Linked DNA regions of Mus musculus: region 1 is linked to region 2. The links are chromatin contacts, called in public Hi-C maps. All regions are on one chromosome and are shown on one strand. The core of a region is the stretch at or near the end of the contact, and the rest is flanking DNA. Distances in the headings are between cores, read along the strand shown. Region 1 has its middle 250 kb from the start of Dpp6. Region 2 has its middle 200 kb from the start of 4930584F24Rik.

Region 1 (6,797 bases), core at 1,583-4,082, 110 kb after region 2:
GAAGACAGTAATGTCTCCCTTCCTTTCCAGTGTTATGGTGGCTCTTCAGATCCCCTAATTTCATCAGTGTTCATGCATTTCTTTTTTTCATCTGTAAAGATCTATTTGTGCTGGTTAGTCTTTCTGTTAACTTGACACAGACTAAAGTCACCAGGACAGAGGAACTTCAGTTGAGGAACTGCCTCTATCAGATTTGCCTGTAGCCTAGTCTATGCGGACATTTGAGTAATGCTAGATATTTGAAGGCCTGGGCCTTTGTGGACAGGTGGTCTGGAGTTGTCTAAGAAAGCAAATGAGCAAGCTATAGGAATCAAGCTAGTCAGCAGTTTCTCCAGTCTCTGCTTCAGTGCCAGCCTTCAGCTTCTTCCCCCACCCTTTTAAACTATCTACTAACTAGGAGTGGAGTTCTTGGTCTTACTTGGCCACCTTCATAGTTCCCACTTGGCAGGGACACTTGCACTGATAAATTTTAAACTGTAAAATAAGTTATAATCTTTCTTCCCCAAGTTGCTTTCAGTCATCATCTTTATTGAAGCTACAGAAAGCAAACTAGAATACTATTCTAGAAAACACACACACACACACACAATCTCTTTATGCACCACTGTAAGGGAAATGCACAAAGCCTGCTGCTTCCTGGAGGATATGTGGCAAGGCTCTGGGGAATAGGCAGCTTTGTGTGCATGTGAAAAATGGTCAGGCTGTGTTAAAGTGTGCTTTTTGATGAGTGGGTACCCAGGCCTGTGCAGAGGAGTCCCTCAGATGTCCCAGTGTTCACCCAACACACTGCCTCTGCAAACACAAAAAGAAACTGAACAGGAAATGGGCATATAGTCACCAAAACAAGAATGTCAAAGTTTACTTGGGGATTCAGAAAATTAATGAAGCCAAAAAAATTGCTATGTTTTTAATTTAATGATGAGCATTTTATATTATGGTTACAGGAGGCTGCTGTGAGGGTGAAACTTTCTATAAGCCATGGCCCGTGGTAGGTTACCCGTGTCCTAGTGAGTGACCTCATACCCACGAGCAAATAAGAACTGAAAGTTGGTTAACTGAACTTAGTGTATTCTTCAAAAAAAAAAAAGAAAGAAAGAAAAGAAAGAGAAAGAAAGAGAGCGGGGAGGAAGGAAGGAAGGAAGAAGGAGAGAAAAAGAAAAAAGAAAGAAAGAATGGAAGGAAAATGATGTGCATGAAGTTGGCAGGGGAATGTGTACAAGGACACAGTTGCAGAGAATGAGTGGGAGTAATACGATGGAGATACATATAAAATTTTAAAAGAATTAAAAGAAACTGGTGCAGTACCCCCTTAAAATTTACACTTTTTCAGTTCAGCATCTCCAGGAGACATTGCTTGTACGTCTATCCTAGATAATTAAGAAGTAAGCAATACAATCTCAGCATGATGTCCTTTTTGCTTTTTAAAAGCCAATGCACATCATTTCAAACATATGCTTTATGCAAGTCTGTGGAACCTGCATGTGAGTGATACAGGTGTGCACAATCCTTGGGATTATGCATGAAGAGGCCCCAGTGAGATGCTGAGTACATTCTTTATCACTGTCTATATGAGTGCCTTGAGGATTGGTTTCTCACTCAACTGAGAACTTGCCCTTTGGCTGGGCAGAGTGACCAGGAAGCTCACTGGATCCTGCTATCTCCACCCACCAATGTTGGGGTTATAAACACATGCAGTCACACTCAGATCTTTTGTGTATTAGGGATTCAAACTCAGCTGCATGTGTTTGCAGGGCAAGCACCCTTCCCTGCCAAGCCATCTTTCTAGCCCCACATATTGTTTTAAAATATAAAGTTCTTGACAAGTATTTCAGTCCATGGATTTTCAAAGTTAATTTATAGATTCTCATGGGAAACTTTTACTGGACAGTATTATCCACCCTTGCAAATCAAAGTGATGATTACAAGTCTCTTGTGATACACAAAAGCAGACCTGCTGGTTCTTGTGGCAGCTGTCACATCACCATGCTTTGGTGGCAGGTGTCACCATGCTACTCTCTGCTCCCAGTGCCTCAGCTCACACAGTTCTGTGTGTGGCTTTCCCCTGCTGATCATGGCCAGTAGCATCCTTTAACACAGTGCTGGAGAATTCACTGGTTGTTAATATTAGAAAATCCAGGGCAAAAATGTGTAGTCAACTATCTCCTGGGTGCTCACATCTCAACACCCAGAACAAAGCCAAAGTGGTTCTGAAGCTGCAGATACAGTTAGGGAATAATTGGGTCTAGATAACACAAAGGATGCATTCCCTACCTGCTAAGACATACTGGCTCCGAGCCCCATTCCTGCCTCTCAAGCATGTGACAAAAATTTGAACTTTCACAGTCAATCACTCAGCCTGCTTTTTCTCTGCTTAACTGTTTGCTTTACTAAGACCAAACTAATTTACCAAAACAGGCTGTGAATTCTTTCTTTACATTGTTACTTACACAGGGCTGATGGACTGGGATACTAGAAACATTCCTCGTAGGTTCTCAAAGAAGAAAGAATGTCTCTGTTGCCCGAAGGAACTTCCACCTAGCCCCAGTCAGCATTAATCCTGCTGTCTCTGGCATGATCATGCAATGGTCTACAGCATGTGACAACATCCAAGTTCACCTGCTCACAGCTTGTCAACCACATCACAGACTTGGGAGGGACCCATATGGCTCTACTCCTCTGGCTGGTCTACTGATACGCTACTGATGGGTCCTGGGGTAGGGCCAGTCATTGTCTTCCGTTATTTACCTGCTTCTGAATCCACCAGACTCCAGTGGATAGTTACAATCCTGTGGGCACCAACAGCCCTGGCTAAAGTCATTGAATCACAGAAGAGAACAAACAGGCATGGATGTGGGGGAATTGTTATGCAAAAAGGAAACTCAGCCAGGCTGGGAGTGGGGGATGAGAGAGAGAGAGAGAGGCTGATAGTAATAAGAATTCATTACAAATATGTATAAAAATTGTCAACAAATTTAATAAGACATAAAATGGTGAATCTAAATATATATCTAACTTTGGAACACTGCAAACAGTGGTTTAATATATTTTCTGAAGAGTTTGAAATAAATAAAGGTCATATAATTAGAAAGCTAGAGTTTGTTTCGGCTGACATGAATCAAAAATCTGGAGCTGGGTGGTGGGATGATTGCACAACATGGAGAATTCATGCAGGGCTGCTAAATTCTCATTTAAATGTTAATTAAGTAGCAAATTGATAGTCAATATTACTCAGAAACAACTTTTCCTTAGGTAGGTAAATTTTATTTATGCTATTGGTTCACTTACTCAAACCCTTCTTCACAGAGAAAGCAAAAGTGAACCACTCCAGGTTTTTTGCCAAACAAATAAGGTTCTACCAAAATATTGTACATACTTTTTTCTTTTGCTGCTATGATTAGATGTTTTGACAAAAAGCTACACAAGGGTGAAAGGTTTTATCCTGGTTTGGTTCTAGGTACAGTCCATCATGTTGGGAAGTTGAGGCATCAGGAGCTTGAATCTTACATCATATCCAGTCAGGAAGCAGAGAGCCAGCCAATGTCAGCTGTTGCCCAGCTTGGTTCTCCACTTATATGTTGATAATCTCAGACAGAGGATAGTGCTGCCCATAGTGGACAAGTTCTGCTATCTCAGTTAATACAATCAAGATAACCCCCATATGTATATTCAAAGGGCCATCTTTCAGGCGATTTTAGTTTCCATGCAGTTGATAGTAAACACTACTCAGCACACCAACAATTCAGAAGCCATCAATCATCTGAGTCCCAGTAGTTCCATTAACATCAACAACATTTTGAAAGGATCTTAATGACTTAATTATTTTATTTATAAAATGTAGCAATTCATTAATTTTACATAAATTATGCTTTCCTGTATGGAGAAAAAGAATAGAGAGGGAGAGAGAGAGAGAGAGAGAGAGGGAGAGAGAGAGAGAGAGAAAGAGAGAGAACTTTCCATGTTGCTACATTATGTTACTTCAGATCTTCCACTGTAAATGGAGTCAGCCATAATTTTAAACAACCGTGTGTGTGTGTGTGTGTGTGTGTGTGTGTGTGTGTGTTGACCCTTCTTTTAGGGAATGAGAATCATGGAGTCCATGGGTCTGTTTATATTGAAACATTCAGGTCTCAGAGATTGTATCTGAAGGCACAATGGGAAAACACTAGAATAGATGCAGGCCTCTGTTCCAAACTGAGGAGCAAAGTTCCTAAAATAGGGAGCCAAGGGCAGGGAAAGGTTATAAGTCTGGCAGGCTACATTGATTAGCATATATCAGAAACTTAGAAAGGGGGCAGATGAGGAAAGCCCACTAAGGAAACAATGGCAATCTTATGCTGAATTCAATCAGCTGGTTTCAGACACTCAAGTCGTTGCCCAGTTGTAGATTGTCCCATATGAAGCTTTAATAGAGCTTAGAAACAACAGTAACATGGAGTACTAAGCTTGAATAATCATCTCAGAGGTATTCTGGTCTTATGAACTCTCACACCATTTAAAAAATCCCAAGCTTTTTGTATTCTGCTGGTACATATGTTTCCAATTAAGTTCTAGGAACCAGTTTCAGAGGCCTGCCAACTACACATCTAGGAAGACACAACACCCTCACTCCTGGTACCGATTGTGTTAGTCAGACTTTTTACCATTATGAACAATGCCTGAGAAGCAATTAAAAAGAAGGAAAGACTTATTTCGGTACCTGATGTGATAGGGTTAAGTTTACAACCACTGGTCTTTTTCTTCTGGGCTTGGTGATACAGAAAAGCTTAGACGATTGGCATATTGGATCAGACTAGAAGCAGTGAAAAGAAACAGGAAGGACTCAGACCAAGGCATGGCCCCCAATGATATATTCTTCTGTTATCTACTGCTTCTAGCCAAGTACCACTTATTAAAAGTTTCCCAGTACCTGCAAAATAATTCCATCAATAGGAGACCAATTTATGAGAGTTTGGGGGGACATTGCAAATCCAGCTGTATGTCTTCCACACATATCACAGATCTCCTAATGTCAAGCAAATTCACATTATTTTATAAAGAATAACTAGCACTCTATCAGGAGATAATACACACTAAGTGAAGACGTGTGTGTGTGTGTGTGTGTGTGTGTGTGTACACGTGCAGGTGTGGTGTGTGTGTGTGTCTATGTGCAGGGGTGGTGTGTGTGTGTGTGTGTGTGTGTGTGTGTGTGTGTGTGTGTGTTTGGGTTAATAAAATACCAGTGCCTTCATCTTTGAAATGTCTAGAAGTTTATAAACGCACTTTGAAAGCAGTTGTGTATATGAGGGTACTAGATCCAGGTCTCACAATGCCAAGACATACATATCCATAGATCTACTACCTAGGGAATTTCAATTCACTGGCTTAAAAATATGCTTGCTGCCAATCTTGGACTGAGCACAGGACCCCTAGTGGAGGAGTTAGGGGAAGGGCAGGAGGAGCTGAAGGGGTTTGCAGCCCCATAGGAAGAAAAACAATATCAACCAACTGAACCTCCCACAGCTCCCATGGACTAAACCACCACCCAAAGGCTACACATGAAGGGACCTATGGCTGCAGCTGCATATGGAGCAGAGTTTTGCCTTATCTGGCATCAATGGGACGGGAGGCCCTTGGTCCTGTGATTGCTCCATGTCCTAGTGTAGGGGAATGCTAGGGTGGTGGGGCAGGAGTGGGTGGGTGGGTGGGTGGGTGGGAGAGCACCCTGACAGAAGCAGGGAAGCAGGGAGATGGGAGGGGGGCTTCCGAAGGGGAAACTGGGAAGGGGGACAACATTCGAAAAGTAAATAAATAAAAAACAAAAAATACTACTCCAAATTGAAAGCTCAAAATTTTTTGTGCTGTTTGCAATGGTTTCTTTTTAATTGGAGGGCAATTAAGGTCATAATATTTATTTAAAGTATCTGTGCCCTTACTAAGAGATAGGCAGGCTCCTCTCATTTTCCAGATGAAATAGAAGTTTTCTGAACTGCAGATTATATGAGGATCCTTCTATTTATTTATAATTGCTATAGGTTTTGTAAAACTAAATTAAGGCTGTGATTGTTAGCCTGTTCCATGCAATATGCCTTATTCCAGAGTTCTCTATAAAGATAAATAGAGAAATGTTGCATATAACTATCAAGACTGGTCAGGATTGCCCCGGGGAAGCAGGAAATACAATATACAGCTCTTCTCTCTTTAGAAAACAGGCATGACACAGGATTTGGCATAAGCAGACTTGATTATGGGTATTCTTGTGTGAGGAAATGAGGGAGGTCTCATGTAGTGTAAACTGGACCCGAGTGAAGGGGCATGGTGAAAAGCCTGGGTTCCTGGAAGATATAAGGAAGCTCTTTAGAGAATCTTCACACCATGGTTAGATATACACAAGGACCAGCATCACCTAGTAGGCCAACAGGAGGATACTTGCCACCATCTATGACAGACTTGGAGAAAGATGGGGTGACATCAAATCTAAATCCTAGGTTCAAGCACAAAACCTAAGAGGGACAGAGGCAGCAGCTGGCTTGTGAGGAGTGGACTCTGCCAGGGCTTTCCCACATATACCACCTGAGATAGATAACTCAAGGCCAATCAATGCTGCCAGGGCTTTCCCACATATACCACGTGAGATAGATAACTCAAGTACAACTAACATTGCCAGGGCTTTCCCACATATACCACCTGAGATAGATAACTCAAGGCCAATCAATGCTGCCAGGGCTTTCCCACATATACCATGTGAGATAGATAACTCAAGTACAACTAACATTGCCAGGGCTTTCCCACATATACCATGTGAGATAGATAACTCAAGT
Region 2 (6,754 bases), core at 1,771-4,270:
GGTAGAGTGGGTGACAGATGAGAGCATAAAGGCAGCAGTTTGGAGCATAAGCCCCTGACAGGGTTGGCTGCCTAGTGTGGAGATAAAAAGAAGACTCTGAAAGTGGAAGGGAGCATGGCTCCCTTTTATGTAACTGAATTCTAAATAATTTGTCCATTAAGTGCTCGAGCTGTGTGGATTATGAGTTCCTTTAAAGAACAGATTTCTGGCCTTTCACATTAAGCGTATGCAGGAGAGGGTTGTCAGTAAGGGGAATTTGAGGCACTGAAGGCAGGAGGGAAATGGGGAGAGCTGATAGGACTTTGGGTCAGATGGTTTCGTGTCAACCAATGTGCCCAGAGAACATCTCTAGTCTGAAATCACTGGAAGGATGGTGCAGCTGTGCAAAAGAACAAGCAACTGCAAGGATTCAGATGGTAGAGAGTGTTAGTGTGTCTTAGATTGCAGACATGCAAAGAGCAGCATCTCTCCAACATGCATCAGAGACTTAAGTGGCTCATTCCTGGGAGTAGAAAAGCTGCAGCAATAAATGTAAATTTATTGGTGGGAACTGAGACTGCAGAAGACGCATGTGGGTGTTTTAAAATCATTGGAGAAACTAGGCCTAAGAACTTGTTTATTACACTAGGATATATTTGACTGAGATGATGAGAGAGTCTGGGTAGAAGAGGGATGAAGGCTCTGTTCATTATGTCACAGCCAAAGACTCATACTTTGAGAGTGGTTGGGACAGGAGGTGCCAGAAATCTTAACAGGCTTGTAACGGAAGCAGTTTGAGAATAGACTAAAGGGAGTGGGCTAAGAGCCAAGAGACTGATTAGGGGCCCAGGACAAGCTGCTGGTGACTCAGGCAGCAGCCAATGCAGGAGTGAATGAAATAGGAGATAAAGGCGGCAAGGACTTCCTTAGGGGTGAGTGAGTGCACTTTTACATTGTGTTCCCCAGGAAGCAGGAGACAAGGGATGCGGGGGTGAAAACCTAGGAGTTGACTACTGTGCAAGAATGTGAAGTAGGACTAATGTCCATGGCCACTGGTGACCTTCTGTTTGTCCATCATGACCTCTGACCATCTATTTGACACATTCCCTCATCTGGACCCAGCCCCCTCCCTTCCCAACACCTGCAGCTAGAATGAACTCTACAGCATCTTCTCAGCCCTGTGACAGTCGCCTGCTACTGGTATCTTTTCTTCTACCTGCAGGTCCGTCCTCTATCTCATCAAGAGACTCCATTTACAGTTCTATATGGCAAATTCTGAAGCCTCTTGAGTTCTACTCTACTATCTTTAACACTTTGAAGCCATTCTGTAACCCACAATATACATATGTACAGATATAGTTACTACATAGTATATGATGCTAGTTATATTAATTATTAAGGTTGGAATAAAAGAAGCTCTGTCCACCTTGGCAGGGTGACCAAGAAGGCAGAATTGCCTGGTAAATGGCTGCCTTTGAAACCAGCATGCTGTGGAGAGAATCTGTTGCTATTCAATAGGTTCTGACCTTGTGGGCAGACACGAATACTCCTCTGTCCCTTACATAGCAGTCTCATAAGGGAAATTGCTCAAAATGACAGGTTAGAATCAGAATCAGAGTCTGAACCCACATTCTCAAGATCTAAGGCTTCCAGTCTGTTCTTGAGCAGAGCCTTTCTCCTTGGCTGTCTTTGTAAAGAGCACACAGAAGACTAGAGCAGGTGATACTGCTGCTGCAGCCCCATGTCTCCCAAGGAAGCCACTCTGCTATGGAAGCATTGCCATTGCTAGGGTTTGTACTTTAAGCTTCACAGATACACCTAGGACATTTTCAATGTTACTAGTTAATTGTAAAAGTGATCTTTTCTTGAGCTGCCTTGTTGGATCCGTCAATAACCAATAACATACATACCCAACAGGCTTGAGGATCAGAGTTCAAATCCCCAGCACTCATATAAAAGTATACCTGTCATCCCAGCACTGAGAAAGTAGAGATAACTGATGTGCTGGTGAGGCATCCTGGCCTAAGTGTAAACTCCAGGTACAGGGAGAGACCCCATCTCAAAAAGTAAGGTGGGCAGGGTGTGGGAGTAAAAGCACAGCCTGCCCAGGCAGAGGACCTGGGCTCAGTTCCCAGTACCATGTTAGGCGGCTTACAAAATTCTGTAACTGAAGCTCCAGAGGATGCAGTGCCCTCTTCTGGCCTCAGCAGGCATTGAACACATATGAACCCAACCACACACAGACATGTAAATAAGAACAAAGTAAGTCTTAAAACTGGGAAGAGAAATTTGCTGCATGTCTTCTGTCAGATCTGCAGAGGAAGCAGTTGCCTGAACATTCTGGCAAAGAGCAGGTGATCCATCTAAAATCTAAAATGAACCAGAGACCATGGGAAAATGCTTAACACCAAGACTGCTTCTGATCTCTGGGCATTACAGTCCACAGCAGGGCAAGCTATGAAACTCACACTTCATTTCTGTTTTTGTTGTGTTTTGTTTTGTTTGTCTTGTCTTTGTCCGAGTTGACACTACAGAAGCACCAAGCTGCTGATAACTATTGAATACCTTAGGAACCAAGGGTCATGGTATTTGGAAAACACAGCATAGCTACAAATAATTTTCATTTTTATAGGATTTAAACACTTTTTATTGTTTCTGAGAATGAACTAACCTTAGACCTATCAGCCACTCTCTGACCAATGCTTTCACTTCCTTAATGCAAGAAGAAAAACATTCTGAAAAATATATGAGCAGATATGGTTTTCTGCATATTTAAAATGAAATTGCTCAATCCATCAAGATATTTTCCCTAAGAGAACTGATTGGAAAGGGTGGCGTGTGTCTCTTGCTTTTGAGAGAAGCCTGAGTGATACTGTAAATCGACTCTCATTTTCTGAGCTGTCTGTTTGGAAGGAAGTTTTCATTACTTCCTCTGATATGCTCTGGTGACTTTCCATTCTGTAGGATTCTCTCCCTTACCCATCGACCCAGTGCCCCTTCTCCACATGTCTTTTGCATATGACTTAGTAGCACGCACGCCTGCTGTTTCTCCCCAGGTGGTGTTCTTGACACACTGGAGCTGTTCCGTCTGACTATTGTGATGCTGACAGTAGGGTGACTTACTGGAATTTCCCATCCTCCCCTATGCCTAAATAGAAACAAAGTATTTCCATTTTGAAATATACCACAAGGGCTAGAGAGATGGCTCAGCAGTTAAGAACACTTGCTGCTCTTCTAGAGGAGCAGAGTATGATTTCTAGTACATATGGCAGGCAGCATACAACTTCCTGTAACTCCAGCTCCAGGAGACCCAATGGCCCTCTTCTAGCCTGTGCATCTTCACACGCATGGCTATATTCATGCATATTCATAAATATACATAAATAAAGTACATAATTAAGAGTATAAAATCTCCAATGAGAGGCCCACCAAAATGGTACAGTGTGTATAGGTACATCCATATTCCTGCAGGTTGTCCTCTCAGCTCTACATGCTCAGCATGGCATACATACTCTCACAAATGCTAACAAAAGTTAATGAAATACAATACACTTTTTTTCCAATTTCCAAATTAGGACATGAAATTGTGAAAGGCATCTTTATAACCTTAGTACCCACTTTACTTGCCTCCATGCATGAACTTAAAATCAGTAGAATTCCTGAAATATCGCTTTGTAAGCCTAAATATCCATATTCAGTAACATGTTAATACGCAAGTGTCTACTTAAAAAATGACAATATGAGTTTGAATATTAAGCGAAGTTAGGAGTAAGACAGTGAGCAAAAGGAGTCCAGATAGAAAAATTCTTGTAGAAAGATGATGGACAGCTGCTGTAAGGAGACCCACACCCACCTCAACCCATGACCAAACTGGGACAACCTGAGAAAGATAGTATATGCTGTGACTCTCGGTCATAACCAAAATTATACATAAACCTTTATAAATCCTTTCTGAGAAAAATGAAGGACTGAATAAAGGACTGAATTGAGGAAGAGGAGGAATTCTTCCTGGAAGAAGAATTACAATTAGTAAGGAAGGAGTGACAGGGACAGAAAAGTAGCCACTAGGGACCTGGACTGCTCAGTGCTGTAGGCCTCCTCCTGTGCACATGGAAATGAGAGAGGAGAAGCTTAAGGTGAAAGAATGCAGGCATAACTGTAGGATGTGTCAAGGAAGTGTTTACTAAGGGATGGAGAAACCTCTCAGTCGCAAGTACTTGTTCTGCGGCATAAGAATTGAGTTTGCATTCCAGGCATTTTGGTGCCCAGTTATAATCCCAACCCTAGAAAAGAGACAGGACCTTTGGGATCCACTGGCCAGCCTAGTTTATTTACTTAGCTAGTTCTAAATTCAATAAGAAGCCCTGTCATAAAAATCAAGATACACAGCTCCTCATAAAAGAACACTTGAGGTTGACTTCTGGCTCTACATACAAGCACAAAATGTGCATGCATGCTTACATGCACACACAAGAGCCTGAACACTTAAGTAAGCACCTGAGCCCGCATTATCATTCCCCACCCCCACATACCTATTAATTACAAAGCAAGCAACCCCAACGAAAGCTCTCTAACACAGTGACCCCTACAGCTACTTACTCAACAAAGAGACAGTGTTGTGATCACCACAAAGACAAGGCACTGTTTTTAAACATCAGTAACTCAGGTGAGTCTTATGACTTTAAGCCTATGGCTTTATCTTGCAGTGAAAGGGCCATTGTCCAAGGCCAGGGTGTGCTTATGTTTGGAGTGGTCTTGCCTTCGCAGTGTGACATTGATTTGTTTGTAATCAATTTCATCTGAAATCTTTATACACCTGACTTTTCCACTTACGTCTCCAAGTTCAAACCTGTCAGTGTGAATACTCTTTGCTTTATTTCCTTATTTTCATAGCTTCCCTTTGCTGACTAACAAATCATCCCGGAACTCAGAGGCTTAAAACATCAGTGAACACCAACTCCTGTGATTCTCATGGCTCCATGTTTAGGTCTTCCATAAAGTGGTGATCAAGTTGTCTTCTGGACAAGAAGATCTGAAACTCCCTTGGGACTGGCAAGTTGACTTCTACAATGACCAGGTTGTACATATGCATGACAGATGGAGCTGGTGCTGGGAGAGTTCACATCTCCACAGTGAGGCTTGAGCGAGTTCATGAGAAGGCTACCATGTCACATACCCGGAATGTCATAGATCTGAAAGCCAGGCCAAAGGTATTGTGCTATCATCAGGCCCAATAGGAGCCTCCTGCTCAGAAGTCATGTCCTGCCTGCTCATCTTCCTATTGTTGACAATCCATTCTATTTATTCTTGCAAAGCTCAGAGTTGCCTCAGCAATAGTAGATCAGAGGCAGCTTGGATTCAGCAGGAGTTTCTGGGACTGGGATGTCTCTACACTTGGCTTCTCAAGGGGGCCTGCTAATGGTCATGGTGCTTCTAGTATGGCAAGGGAGATGAAGATGTTAACAACACCTCTTACTAACTGTTCTTGTCTGATATTTCATCTGCATTGTTTTAGCCTAGTTGTTTCCATGACCACCTCTAAGTAGCTTTCTAATGTTCACTATCTGCTGTAATCAGAAGCACCAAAAGTGCTTTGATCAGACACTGATCCCATCCAATTTTACATTTCTAAGACATTTTTAGTTGCTGCTTATGGTACCTTTTCTGAACCTTTGAACTTGGATCTTAGTAATGAGAATTCTGTTTGGGGGCAGTGTCTTAGTCAGGGTTTGTCTTCCTGCACAAAACATCATAACTGAGAAGCAAGTTGGGGGAGGAAATTATTCAGCTTACACTTTCACTTTGCTCTTCATCACAAAGGAAGTCAGGACTGGAACTCACACAAGGTAGGAACTTGGAGGCAGGAGCTGAGGTAGCGGCCATGAGGGGCGTGCTTCCCTTGGCTTGCTCAGCTTGTTTTCTTATTGAACCAAGGCTACAAGCACAGGGATGGCACCATCCACAATGGGCTGGGCCTTCCCGCCTTGATCACTAATTGAGAAAATGCCTTGCAGCTGGATCTCATGGAGGCATTTCTTCAAGGCTCCTTTCTCTGTAATAAGTCTAGTTGTGTCAAATTGACCCACAAAACCAGCCAATACAACTAACCACTTGTCAACTTGACACACAAACATAGCCTTTACTTTCTTATTCATCCCTAAGATAAAAATAACTTTAGAAGTCCCACAGCTTAACAAATTCTTATATATTAAAATTGTATTCACTTTAAAATATCCAATCTCTTCTGAAATTCAGCTTGTTTTCTTATTGAACCAAGGCTACAAGCACAGGGATGGCACCATCCACAATGGGCTGGGCCTTCCCCCCTTGATCACTAATTAACTTGATCACTAATTAGTCTTTTAACTGTGGGCTCCACTAAAATACTTTTTATTTCAAGAGGGAAAATATCAGGTCACAGTCATAATAAAAATTGAAATCAAACTCTAACTACCCAGTGTCTGGGATCCACTCACAATCTTCTTAGCTCCTCCAAGGGCTTGGGTCACTTCTTCAGTCTCTCCTTTATAGCACATACCTTGTCTTCTAAGCTCTAGCTGCCTATACTCCACTGATGCTGCTGTTCTTCATGGTCATCTCATGGTACGGCTGTCTTCTGCTACAACTGGACTGCACTTTCACAAATAGCCTCTCATAGGCTCTTTTCATGGTGTTAAGCCTCTGCATGACTCCTTCAGTCCTGGGCCTTCAACTGCCACTGAGACTGCACCTTCGCCAATGGCCTCTCCTGGCTTCTCACAGTGCCAAACATCAG

Evidence for each region. Hi-C and Micro-C count contacts between places; a contact is called where the count stands out from the background.
Region 1: a Hi-C map of embryonic stem cells shows a contact between it and region 2, with 2.6 times the contacts expected there. The contact joins two enhancer-like sites. A contact is called at or near these places in 3 of 39 promoter capture datasets (all in embryonic stem cells), 9 of 484 Hi-C or Micro-C datasets (differentiating embryonic stem cells and embryonic stem cells), 3 of 115 datasets of contacts at active chromatin or transcription factors (all in embryonic stem cells) and 3 of 9 other capture datasets (adipose tissue, embryonic stem cells and liver).

What each region holds. Positions count from the first base shown.
Region 1 is chr5:26,797,774-26,804,570 of GRCm38.p6, forward strand. No RefSeq gene overlaps it. Among named protein-coding and RNA genes, the nearest start is that of Dpp6, 250 kb to the right of the region's middle. Within about 2 kb of position 2,833, at least 3 of the 459 cell types and tissues checked have an H3K27ac peak or open chromatin away from gene starts, as enhancers often do. A contact at or near this core is called in embryonic stem cells, where this site is marked.
Region 2 is chr5:26,689,186-26,695,939 of GRCm38.p6, forward strand. No RefSeq gene overlaps it. Among named protein-coding and RNA genes, the nearest start is that of 4930584F24Rik, 200 kb to the left of the region's middle. Within about 2 kb of position 3,021, at least 6 of the 459 cell types and tissues checked have an H3K27ac peak or open chromatin away from gene starts, as enhancers often do. A contact at or near this core is called in embryonic stem cells, where this site is marked.